2 separate regions of the Sus scrofa genome follow, and region 1 is linked to region 2. Evidence: chromatin contacts called from public HiChIP or PLAC-seq data. All regions are on one chromosome and are shown on one strand. The core of a region is the stretch at or near the end of the contact, and the rest is flanking DNA. Distances in the headings are between cores, read along the strand shown. Region 1 has its middle 22 kb from the start of CTBP2. Region 2 overlaps LHPP (phospholysine phosphohistidine inorganic pyrophosphate phosphatase).

Evidence for each region. HiChIP or PLAC-seq counts read pairs in DNA pulled down with a chosen protein or histone mark.
Region 1: an H3K27ac HiChIP or PLAC-seq map of skeletal muscle shows a contact between it and region 2, with 7 times the contacts expected there. The contact joins two enhancer-like sites. A contact is called at or near these places in 1 of 47 Hi-C or Micro-C datasets (skeletal muscle) and 1 of 2 datasets of contacts at active chromatin or transcription factors (skeletal muscle).

What each region holds. Positions count from the first base shown.
Region 1 is chr14:134,508,209-134,513,848 of Sscrofa11.1, forward strand. No RefSeq gene overlaps it. Among named protein-coding and RNA genes, the nearest start is that of CTBP2, 22 kb to the left of the region's middle. Within about 2 kb of position 2,658, at least 4 of the 83 cell types and tissues checked have an H3K27ac peak or open chromatin away from gene starts, as enhancers often do. A contact at or near this core is called in skeletal muscle, where this site is marked.
Region 2 is chr14:133,924,169-133,929,656 of Sscrofa11.1, forward strand. All of the region lies in intron 6 of LHPP (phospholysine phosphohistidine inorganic pyrophosphate phosphatase), which reads left to right. Among named protein-coding and RNA genes, the nearest start is that of TRNAE-UUC, 32 kb to the left of the region's middle. Within about 2 kb of position 2,858, at least 9 of the 83 cell types and tissues checked have an H3K27ac peak or open chromatin away from gene starts, as enhancers often do. A contact at or near this core is called in skeletal muscle, where this site is marked.

The sequences.
Region 1 (5,640 bases), core at 1,408-3,907, 580 kb after region 2:
CAAATTTCATTTCATGTTGTTTATTTGTCTTTTCTTTTTTCAAGATAAAAAAAAGGCCTTTTTCCATAGTTGTAAAAGATGTACCCACTTAATGTAAATAATTTAGATTTTTTTTAAATGTAAAGAACACTTTCTTTTTGTGCATATATATATGTTGGAGTTCCCATCATGGCACAGTGGAAACGAATCTGACTAGGAAACATGAGGTTGCAGGTTGGATCCCTGGCCTCACTCAGTGGGTTAAGGATCCAGCCTTGCCTTGAGCTGTGGTGTAGGTCTCAGATGCAGCTCAGATACTGTGCTGCTGTGGCTGTGGTGTAGGCTGGCAGCTGTAGCTCCAATTTAACCCCCAGCCTGGGAACCTCCATATGCCACGGGTGCGGCCCTAAAAAGCAAAAAAAAAAATAAATAAATAAAAATAGTAATAATTATACATGCTCATCTCTAACTTATTTTTTCTTAACATAGCATAAACATATTTCTAATAATTTATTTTTGTTTTGTTTTTGGATTTTTTGGCCTTGCCTGAGACATATGGAGATTCCCGGGCCAGAGAACGAACCAGCATTCCAGCGAGTGACAATGCTGAATCATTGGCCGCTAGGCCACAGGGGAACTCTGAAATTTGCTTTTCACCCACACTCCCTGCCTCTGCTACGGAACTTTAACCCCACAACAACAACAACAACAAAACAGCTCTACTGAGATATAATCACGTATCATAAAACTTACTTTTTTTTTTCTTTTTCGCTGCACCCTTCAGCATATAGAAGTTCCCAGCCTAAGGAACCCTCACCACAGCAGCAACCTGAGCTGCTACAGCGACAGCGCCAGATCCTTAACCTGCTGCACTAAAAGAGAACTCCTTTCTAATAATTTAATAGAGGATTATATAATTTTTCAGAACTGCACAGTGAGATGCTGTACGAAGATATACTTCATGAAACTGAGTTTAGACATTTTTAAGGCTTGGACTCCTATTACCAAAACACTTTCCAAATGGCTTATACCAATAATACCCACTCCCGCTGTCAGTGTGTGACAATCCGTCTCATGACCAAGGAAAACCATTTGCAATGTCCTACTTTTTTTCACTGAGACGTTTCTAGCCAGGAGAAGTGCCAAGAATTTTGATGGATCTGTTTGGTGGTTTGGGGGCTGCTTTCTGAAAAAGAATCTCCGTGGCTTTTTTTTTTTTTTCTTCTTTTTTGGCTTTTTAGGGCTGTACCCACAGCCTATGGACGTTCCCAGGGTAGGGGTCGAATCAGAGCTGCAGCTGCCGGCCTACACCACAGCCACAGCAACGCTGTGGATCTGAGGCATGTCTGCGACCTGCACCACAGCTCAAGGAAACGCCGGATCCTTAATCCACTGAGCAAGGCCAGGGATCGAACCCACGTCCTCATGGACACGCACCAGGTTGGTTGACAGCTGAGCCACAACGGGGACTCCACCTGTGGTTTACCTACCATGGAAGCTGCTGATTTTTGAAGAGTAGGCTTGAGAGGGTGTTGGCGAAGGGAGCCCAGAGGACCTGGCTTTCCGTAAGTATAATTATATATTTGTAAAACCTCTGGTCGCATCTCTGAATTCAGATGGGAAGTCTATTTACTGTAATGTGAAATATCTTGGGGGAACACTGCATACAGATATCAGCAATTAACTCAATCTGAGAATGGCAATGTTTGCTGTTAACGGAGTACCACTCCAACACTCTAATTACGAATTCTGCCCAAAAGGCCAGTATCACAGGAAGCAGGAAGCCTCCTAATGAGGCAGGACTTTCAACATGGACTAAAAACTGAGATGCTGAGGGTCAGACAGGGAGACATGTGGATTGGATCTGAGCTGTGTCACCCAGGCTAAGGGCAGCCGTATACACATGGCGTCTGCCTGCAATAGGGACTCATCCTTTGTTCTGCCCACGAGAACAATGGGCCATCGGGACTCGCCAGCTCACACCTCCTCAGCAGCCCTTCACTGGGCTGGCGGGGCCTCTGACAACCTGCTGTCACTGGCACTTGGGGCCCGGGGTGACTTACCCTCCCAAGGGCAACCTCTACCCCCAGTCCACTGAGCTGTCTTGGAAGGGGAGCTTGGGGTGCAGTGGGAGGGGTGTGGGGTGTTTGGGAGCTTTGGAGGGGTCTTCCCATCCTACAGTTTCACTTGAAGCTCTGGAAGGCTGGGTTTGATGAATGAACTTTTCTGACCCAACTCCCTTTCCAGGGTGTGTGCCCAGAAGAAAACACTGTTTTGCAGACAGAGCAGGGTGTGCCCTGGGTTGGTTGGGAACCCTCCCAGTTAAGGTCTTGGTGGCATCAGGGGGAGCTATAAGCATCGGCGAAGCATGGTTTTCTCTTGTACCTGGACCACAGACTTCCTGTGGCCTTTCCTTTTTCTGCTCTGTTTTGTTATCAGCTGGCAGCAACTGATAAAAGTTTTACAGACCAGAAGCCAGTGGCCTGGACGCCACACTGGCAAAGAGAGGGAGGGCTGGCAAAACCAGCTGACTCTTGCTTTGATTCATGAGCCCAGGCCCACCGTCCTCACACACACACACACACACACACACACACACACACACACACACACCCCTGTGTCTCTCCTTGCCAAGTCTCTACTCATCTTACAGCACCTGTTTCAGAGCACGCCTCCCCTGGGAGGCTTGCCTGCCCCCTCAGACAGAGGTCAGAACTCCCTGCCTGGGGCCTTCTGGCTCCCCCCACCACTGCTCCCATTGCTTTGGGATTCACCCCTCAAGCCTGGGAGCTTCTGGGGAAAGATTTGTTCTTACCCACCTCTGCATCTGGAGCATTCTGTCCAGGGCCCGCCAACTCAAATGTGTGTCCTATGTGCATAGTGAACAGCAGAATTTCACAGAGTATCAGGCTTGTCTAAGCCCTGATCTCATTTTGCACTTGAACCCATACCCAGGGTTCATGAAGCCTTCCCAGGGCTCTGAAACTGCAAACAAGAAACGTGGCAGCTGATTCCCTCCTGGCTAGTTTCCAGAGGCTTCTAGATGTTCGGCAGCCCTTGGGACCCCACACTGGCACCAGAAGACCACGACGCAGCATACTGAGGGGTTGTCAAGGAGGAAATCTAATAAAGTAATGCAAATCTCTTTAACCAGAGACCCGGGGCACAAAATTGTTGTGCCCTCAACAGGGCTTCACATTCCAGAAATAATATGAAAATTACTAGGATAAAGCATTCGACTTTGTAAAACTTCTCATCAGCCGTTTTTTGTTGGCAGGGCAGCCGCAGGCAGCGAGGGGACAGCCACCCCTTGGCAGCTCTTCCACCTCTGCCATCGGAAGTGTCTGAGCCTCGGCAAGCACTGGTTGGCCCTCCCTCCCACGGAGCCAGTGCCTGGAGGAGAAGACCCAGGAGAGGCAGCGCCCGAACCTAAGGCTCCGAGATTCCCCTGGAGGGACAAAGGGCTGTGGGCCATGGCATCTGAGGGGGACTGAGAAGGGTGGACAGGGTTTCAGGGTGGGCTGATTGGGGACCAGAGAGGAATGGAGCGCAAAGAGGCTGTCAAGTGCCTGCCAATCCCTAGCCATCAAAGTTGGTCCAAATTCCTCCATCTGCCTTCCCGTCCTCCTTTGGAGTCTTCGGTGGCTCCCAGTTCAGCTCAGTACAAATTCCCATCGCACATTCAAGGCCTCCGCCGCGCTGCTTCTCCTGGCATCATCTGACATCTCTTCCTTCCTCCAGCCCGTGCACCTGCCTTCTGTCGGGACCCTCCCCTCCTCCATGGACACTTTCAGGGGTTCTTCCTGCTTCATCTCCCCGCCCCCTGCTGCAATGATGAGTCCATCGCAGTTGCCAAGGCAGCCCCTCCCGCACCAGCAGAGCGGGAGCTCAGGGAAGGTCGGGTTGCCTTGAGAAATCTCTCCTGGCGGGGGCGGGGTTGGGCGGCAAGCCCTCCCCAGGGGCGAGGACGCCGCCTTCCCCTTTGCTGGAGGAGCCATGAGAGCATCCGCTGGACCCAAGCTGGAGGAATGAACTTGTGGTTCCCCTGCTACTCGCTGGCACAACTCCTGGCAACGAGCCCTGCCCCCGAGCCTCCCACAGGTGTGTTCTAAGGGGGATTCCAGGGGGACTCTGACGCAGGCACAAGGACTCAAACTCCGTCCTCGTTGATCACTCATGCCCCAGACGCATCTGGAACATGTGCCCTGTGACAGGGCTGCAAAAAGGACTGCCACCAGCCCTGTCCTCCAGGGCCTCTGGCCCAGGGAGGAGTCGGAGCTGGGAACAGGCAGACAGCATCTGAGAGCTGTGCTGGCCCAGACGGGAGAGGGCTTGACTCGGGGCGGGGATGGGGGGGTTACAAGGGCAAAGCAGCCAGGGTGGCGCTGAAGCCAAATCTAGGACAATGGCTAAACTGAGGACATGTGGCAATGTGTGTGCAGAGTGTGTATGTGCATGTATGTGCACCTTTCTCTGTGGCTGTGCGTGTGTATGGATATGTATATGGGTGTACAGGTGCGTTGTGCATACATGTGTGAGTGCATGTATGTGCATGAGCAGAGGGTGTTGTGTTTATGTAGGCCTATGTATATATACGTGTGCATGTGTGTGCACGTGTGTATGTGGTTTGCGTGTGTGTGTGTACAGACACGTGTCTATATCTGGGTGTATATGTGTACATGGATGTAGGCACATGTGTGTATGTGTGTACAGGCACATCCGCATGCACGCATGTATACGTTTTGTACACGTATGTGTGTGTAAACTGATGGGCACACCAGGCAGACCGGATGGCATCCGCTGACGGGCGGACAGTATCAGGAAGAGTGTGCGGCTTGAGAGCAGATGGAGGGCCGCGTTTGAGTTCTTTTGTTCCCTGGGTGCCACCTGAAGGGCCACGATTGAATCTCCGGTCCCTGAGGGTCACCGAAGTTCTGGGTAAGGGAGCAACATGGCCAGAGCAGGTCTGTCCCCCAGCACCAACCCCCCACCTGGGGGCTGCTCCCTGGAGGCTGACCAAGGCCACGGGGCAAGCCCCAGAGACAGATCGTCTCCAATCTGGGAGGCCTTTGAGAAGCTGGAAAGAGGCGAAGAAGACAGACTGGGGCCTCAACTCTTGGCTCATCCTTCCTGCTCCTCCAGTCCTGTGTCCTGGCTCTAAAGAATCAACTACCTGAGTCATGAGCCAGTGCCCTGCTCTGCCAAGTGGCTGCCTGGGCGTCCCTCGCCGAGCAGTGCAGCCTCTGAGCCCAGGTGACCCTCACGCCCAGGGAGAGGGTGGCCACCCACAGAGACCCTGGCACATCTGGATGGCGCTGGGGAACCCGCCACAGGCCTCTTTAAAAGAAAATCAGGGCCTGGATTTGGAACAAACTCTTTTTGTGGGAACACATTTTATGTTCCCGATTATTTGTGGGTTCAATTTTGCACACAACTAATTGTACTTACAAATGTCTCCTTGAGGGCACAATTAGTTACTGGCAACTCGTTCTAAAGGTGCCAGAGGCTAGTTGTACCCCCAAGTGAGAAGTTTCAGGTGTAATTAATCATTCTTTAATTATTAAATTTTTATTCATTGGTTGGATGCACAAAGTTGTGCTCAGATGAACTTGCTGGCACAAGGATGGCTGGCACGAAGGGGTCTGTGCCACCCTCCGGGCA
Region 2 (5,488 bases), core at 1,608-4,107:
CAGGACCTCACAGGCCCCTCTCCCCTTGTTGCCCCCACCACACTCCACACTCAGCACTGCCCGAGGAGAGGGGCCTCGTGAGGATGGGCTGTGATTTGAGCAGGGCCTGGCTCTGAAGTCACCTGACCCCGCCCAAGAGCCTGGCTGGGGGAGGTGACAGGTGGCAGCCCCAGAAGTTGCATCTTTGCTGCCTCTGCAGTTGGAGTTGGCTACACCCAAGCCTTCTCTGCCCCTCCAGTGTGGGGTGAGGGGTACCAGGCAGGTCTGGGCAGCTCCTGCTGGCCGCAGCAGACCAGAGAGGGAAGGGGACACCGAGGGCGCAGCAGGAATCAGCCTGGCCGCCCTCCCGGAGTGGCCTCTAACCGCGACGCAGCCTTAGCCACAGGCTTCTCTAGATGCCCTGCAAGGACGGCCTGCTGTGGACGCCCCTCCGGGATCTGGAGACACCCTCTCGCTGCAGCGCCATTGGCTCCAGGCAGCTGGGTCTGGGGACCTGGAGGGCAGGGGGGCGTTCCCCGGAGCTTTCATTGTTGCTACTGTTTATCAACACCCCAGAGAAGACCAAGCACTTTTGCTCCGTGGATGGCATCTCTGACTCCTGGCCCCCGATCCCTCTCCTTGCAGACACGGCTGGATGCAGTTCCTAGCTCTAACCACCGTGCTGTGCCCTATTTGGTTTTCTTTGTGCTGCGGTTCCTCTGTGCTGTGGGCAGGCCCAGGCTGAGCTCCCAGCCCCAGCGCGGTCTTCAGGGTGGGGGGGCAGCCGGGAGCAAGGCCACACCCCCATCTTCTCCCAGATCCCCAGGCTGGACGCTAGTGCCCTGTGGCCAGACCCGCCTGAGCCTAGAGTCGGGGGACGGCTCTCTGCCTTCCCTGTGCTGAGACAGGGCAGCAGAGAGTCAGGGAGAGCATCCTGTCCGGGTGGCCAGAGTCCCAGGGACAGGGGAGGGGAACAGTGGCGGGGGGGAGAGCCCAGCCTCCGGGAGCTGGTGTCAGGTCCTGTCGCTCCGCCCCTTGCCAGCCGTGTAACCTTGGACGTGATGCTCACCTCTAAACCTCCTGTGTCTGGCGGGGGCGCGCGGGGTGGGGGGCAGGGAATGGCAGCTGTGTGGATGCTCAGGGGAGGGTTAGGCTTGGCCCCCCCCAGGGGGATGGCCTGGGGACAGCACCCCAGGCCCTGCTTGACCAGCTGATGGGATACCCCCCACCCTGTTGTTCTGGACTCCCCGAGCCTCCCCACTGGCCTCGCTGCCTCTGGGGCGCTCTGCTCACCACGGGTGCCCCCACTGTCCCACTGCCAGCAGCAGGAGGCCCAAGTCCACCTCCTCTTTGTCTCGCCTCCCCCCCAGGTATTTCTTGAGCACCTAGTATGTGCCAGGCACTGTCTGGGGATGAGGGACAGTGATGGGTCCCTGCCCTCCAGGACGGGTCTTTCCAGTGGAGAGAGGGCAGCAGGAGACAAGCGGACCAACCCACGAGCAGATCCTTCCAGAGTGAGCCTCAGGCCCTTTCCAGCACCAGCTGGCCCGGCAGCCCATTCCCACCGGCTCACCTGTCTCTGTGCACCTGGTCCCCGAGCGGGTGGCCCTTCATGCCCCCTGTCTCACTCACTTCCTTCCGCGGCCCTGGCTCAGCCTCCCCGCCCGTGTCCCTCCCATCACAGCTTCTCCTCGGGGCCTGGCTGCCCTCTTGGAAGGAAAAGACTGTCCCTCATGGGGTCCCCATCAGGCTCAGGCTATCTGCCCGCCAGACCCAGTGGTCTCTGGGGCAGCAAGCTGACTGCCTCAGGCACAGGTGGGGGTGGGGTCGAGGCCAGGCCCTGCTGCCTCCTCTGCCCCTCACCTGTGGGTCAGGGTCTCAGCCCTTCAGTGTCTGGTCCTCGTTTAGCCCGTTCATTCCCAGTGGGGCTGATGTCGCCCCCAAGGAGGCCAGACTCTTGGGGGTGATAAGCCCTAGAAGGTACGGGGTTTGTGGCCTTCCGAAGGGCAGGGTGCACAGGACGGGCTGGTGGGCATGTGCCTGCCCTCGGTGTGGTCCCTGCGTTCCTTTGGGTCACCTCTTCCACCCCAGCCCGCCCCAGGACCGCATGTTCCGCTGCGGAACTCAGGCGTGGCTGGTCTGGAGCAGGTGGAGCTCCTGGCCATAGGGATGGGTGTGTGATCTGAGCCGGGTCAGTGAGCTGGCCTGGGATTTTCCAGAGCCCCTAGGAAAATGGCCAGTGAACTTTAAGCTGAGAAGTACCAGTGGCCCTCTCTGTCATCCCAGGGGGAAAGCCTGTCTGAGGGCGAAGCGGGCCAGCAGGAAAGCAGAGCCTAGAGACGGAGAGAAAGACAGACTTCCAGTTATGTGGTTTGAGCACCTGGATATAGCTCTACCTGCAGCTGGTCCCAGCCTCCGGCCTTTTTAGTCAAGTGGGCTAGTAAATTAATGTTTTCGTGAGCAGTGCCGCAGGAGCACTGCGTTATCTCAGAGTTGGTCCAAAGAATCTCTGAGGGTCTCCTCAGCTGGTCGGCCTTGTGGGCTTCTTTCTGGTGCACGCCTGCTGGGAGGCGGGGTGGCTGCCCCAGTGTCCTGCTTCCTTTACATGCGTGGGTGACATGAGGTGCAAGCCCCGGCCCCCGTGCCGCCCTTTCCTGAGGGGCAGCTGGAGACCTCGGCAAGGGCCTTCAGCTCACACCCCTCTGGCTGTCTCTGTTCTCTGGAAAGTGCTGGAAGGAACCTCATTTAACCTCAGAGGAAGCTGCCTACGAAGGTGTGTCAGAGCCGTCCCAGAATAGAACGGGCTGCCTAGAGAGGGGCGAGTCCTCGTCACTAGAGTTGACCTGGGCAGGCTGGCAGCAGAGGCTGCAGGCGGCAGAGCAGCCGCCAGAAGCCGGGGCTAAATAAAGCCTCAGCCCCGTCCTGGGTCTGCTGACATTTAACGGGCACCTGTGGACGCCAGGTCGTTTCTGTACCTCTGGTCCCCGGGACAGCCCTGTTGCCAGTGTTGCCGCCTTCTATCTGCAGATGTGGAAACTGGCCCAGGCCGGGCAGGAGCCTGGTGCTCAGCTATTCCTGCTGGGCCTGTCATTCAAGCCTGGCTTCCCAGTCTCTGACCTCCTCCTCTGGGTCATGGGCTGTTGGCCTCAGCGCTGGAGCCCAGTCGGTACGGCCTCAGGTCCAGATGCGGGTGTACAGGTAGGTGAGCAGCAGAGGAAGTATCCACTTGTTACAGAGGCGTCGGTTATATCTTTGCCCCTCGAGGACCGTGTAACACTCTTATCAGAACAAGCGTTATTTTTTTAAGTACGTTTGCACCCTCCATAGGTTCGTGAACTTGCAGAATTCTTAAAAAGAAAGGCCTCCTGAAAGGGCAACATTAATAGTTTAAAAACAAACCAGCCTACGTGCCCGACACCCCTGAGCCTGCACACGGTGCTAATCTTGGGGCCCAGCCCGGCTCCCGGTTCACACCCAGGTCGGTGGGTCACTGGACACAGGCCTCCTCGTAATGCAATTTCCACTCTGGGCGCTCCAGCTCCTCTGCCTCCCCGAACTGGGCAGGGGTGCAGCTGCGGGCATCATGCCGCCTCTGGGGTGGTTCATGCAGAAAGGACCAGGGTATGGGCTCTGGTTCTAGTGACTGAAATCAGTGCCCCTCTGGGCCCCACACAGCAGTCTCTGACCTCCTCACAACCCAGGTCCCGCACCCTGGTGCGCGCGCACACACACACACACACCACACACACACACACACACCCACCCCTGAGCGGGGGTCCCAGCTGCCCAGCACAGAATGGGCGCCCAGGGCTCTTGTGTCTGGCCCCGCAGATGGCAGACCCCAGGCTGGGGTGATGGGTAAGGGTGTGTCTGGGCAGAGGGGCCTGAGTTCAGCCTTCCCTGGACAGAGGGGGTCAGAAGGCGGACTCAGGGCTCCCTTTGCCCAAGGCCCAGGCCAGCCCCGCTGTGTCCTGTGAGGCCAGTCCAAGCCCCTTGTCATCCTGGAGGCTGCCTCTGACTCTGGCAGAGGAGGGGCCTGGTGAAGACCAGAGCGGGGTGGGCAGGGGTTCGGCCTCTGGGGCCAGCTGTGCCCTGAGGAGGGTCCCAGGGGAGCCCGCACTGGGCTTTGTTTCCTCCTCCAGACCCACCCCTCCGAGTCCCTCATCGTCCCATCTCCTGTCCATCATCTCTGCCTCCTCCCAGATCCTCCAGGGCCTGTTGCTCATCTTTCCTCCTTCCTCTCGCCGCTTTTAGATAGGCCGCTAGAGGGCGCCTGGCCGCCAGGCACCAGGTGCAGTGGGCGCACACCGGCTGCCCTGTTGCTCACGCAGCACACTCCTGCATGCTCACAGCCAGCCCCTCCCCTCCCTGCACACGTGGACCAGCTCACACATCCCCACACCCCCACGCCCGCGCCCACGCACCACACACCCTCCCCTCCTCTCTGCCCTGAGGTTTCTGCCCCTGAGAACCAGGCTTCCCTGGCCTCCCCTCCCCCGCCCGCAGCCCAGGACCTTATCCCTCCTCTGCCAGCCCTGGTGGGTGCAGATGATGGGGTGCTGGGCCCCGGGTTTCCTGCAGCTGCAGCAAATCCTTCCTGCCAGTGGGATCCCGGGCCTTCAGGCAGGTGGAGCTGGACCCCATCAGCCTTTTTCCTTTTCCATCCGGCTCCTGTGCAGGAGAGGGGTGCGCCCAGGAGACCAAGTCTCCACTGAGCAGGCTGCCCTCCAGCCCCTCCAGCTCCCCTCCCGTCCCTGTCCCCACACCCTTTCCTCGGGTGGTGTGAATCCTGCTGTCTTGGGGGGGGTTCCCCCATGTTGGAATTCCCATGAGCTTCCCACCTGGAAGGGCCTTAGGGGACCCCCAGCTCTATGTGGGGAGCTGGCAGTGGGGGCGCCTCAAGGTCAATGGGATCCTGTGTCAGGCTGGGGTCCGTGTGGGCTCCCACTCCAGGGCCGCTTCTGTTCCTCCCCAAACGCAGCTCACCTCCGGGAGAATTACCTAGCATTTCATAGAGGTCTCATAGCCTGCTGATTTCCAAACTGTTTTTGAGATTTTCAGAAAAGATTCCTCGTGTCCTCCTCCCAGAGCCAGATCCTATCCAGCCTCACCAGTTATTCCCTTAACTCCTCTACTGGGATTCAGTCTGGGGGCCAGTAGTTCCAAGGTCCTATCTCTAGACGCTGATCTAGGGCACTTCCGAGGTCTCGCCTTGACTGTGACATTGAGGTTTTGAAGACTAATCCTGTAGGACGGTCGTTTTTGTCTGATGCTTCCTCCTGATGTGCATTTGGGGCCAGAACGTCTGAGGAAGGATGCTGCATGCGCGCGTCTCAGTGCACCTTCTCAGAGGGGTCCCGTGTCCATTCGCCCCAGTATTGGGGTGATGTAACATTGTTTAATTGAGGTGGTGGCTGCCATAGACTTAAGTTATGGGTTTTTTCCTCTTTGTGGTTAGTGACTGGGTGTGGGGAGATACTCTTGAGACCGTAAGTCCTGTCCTTCACCC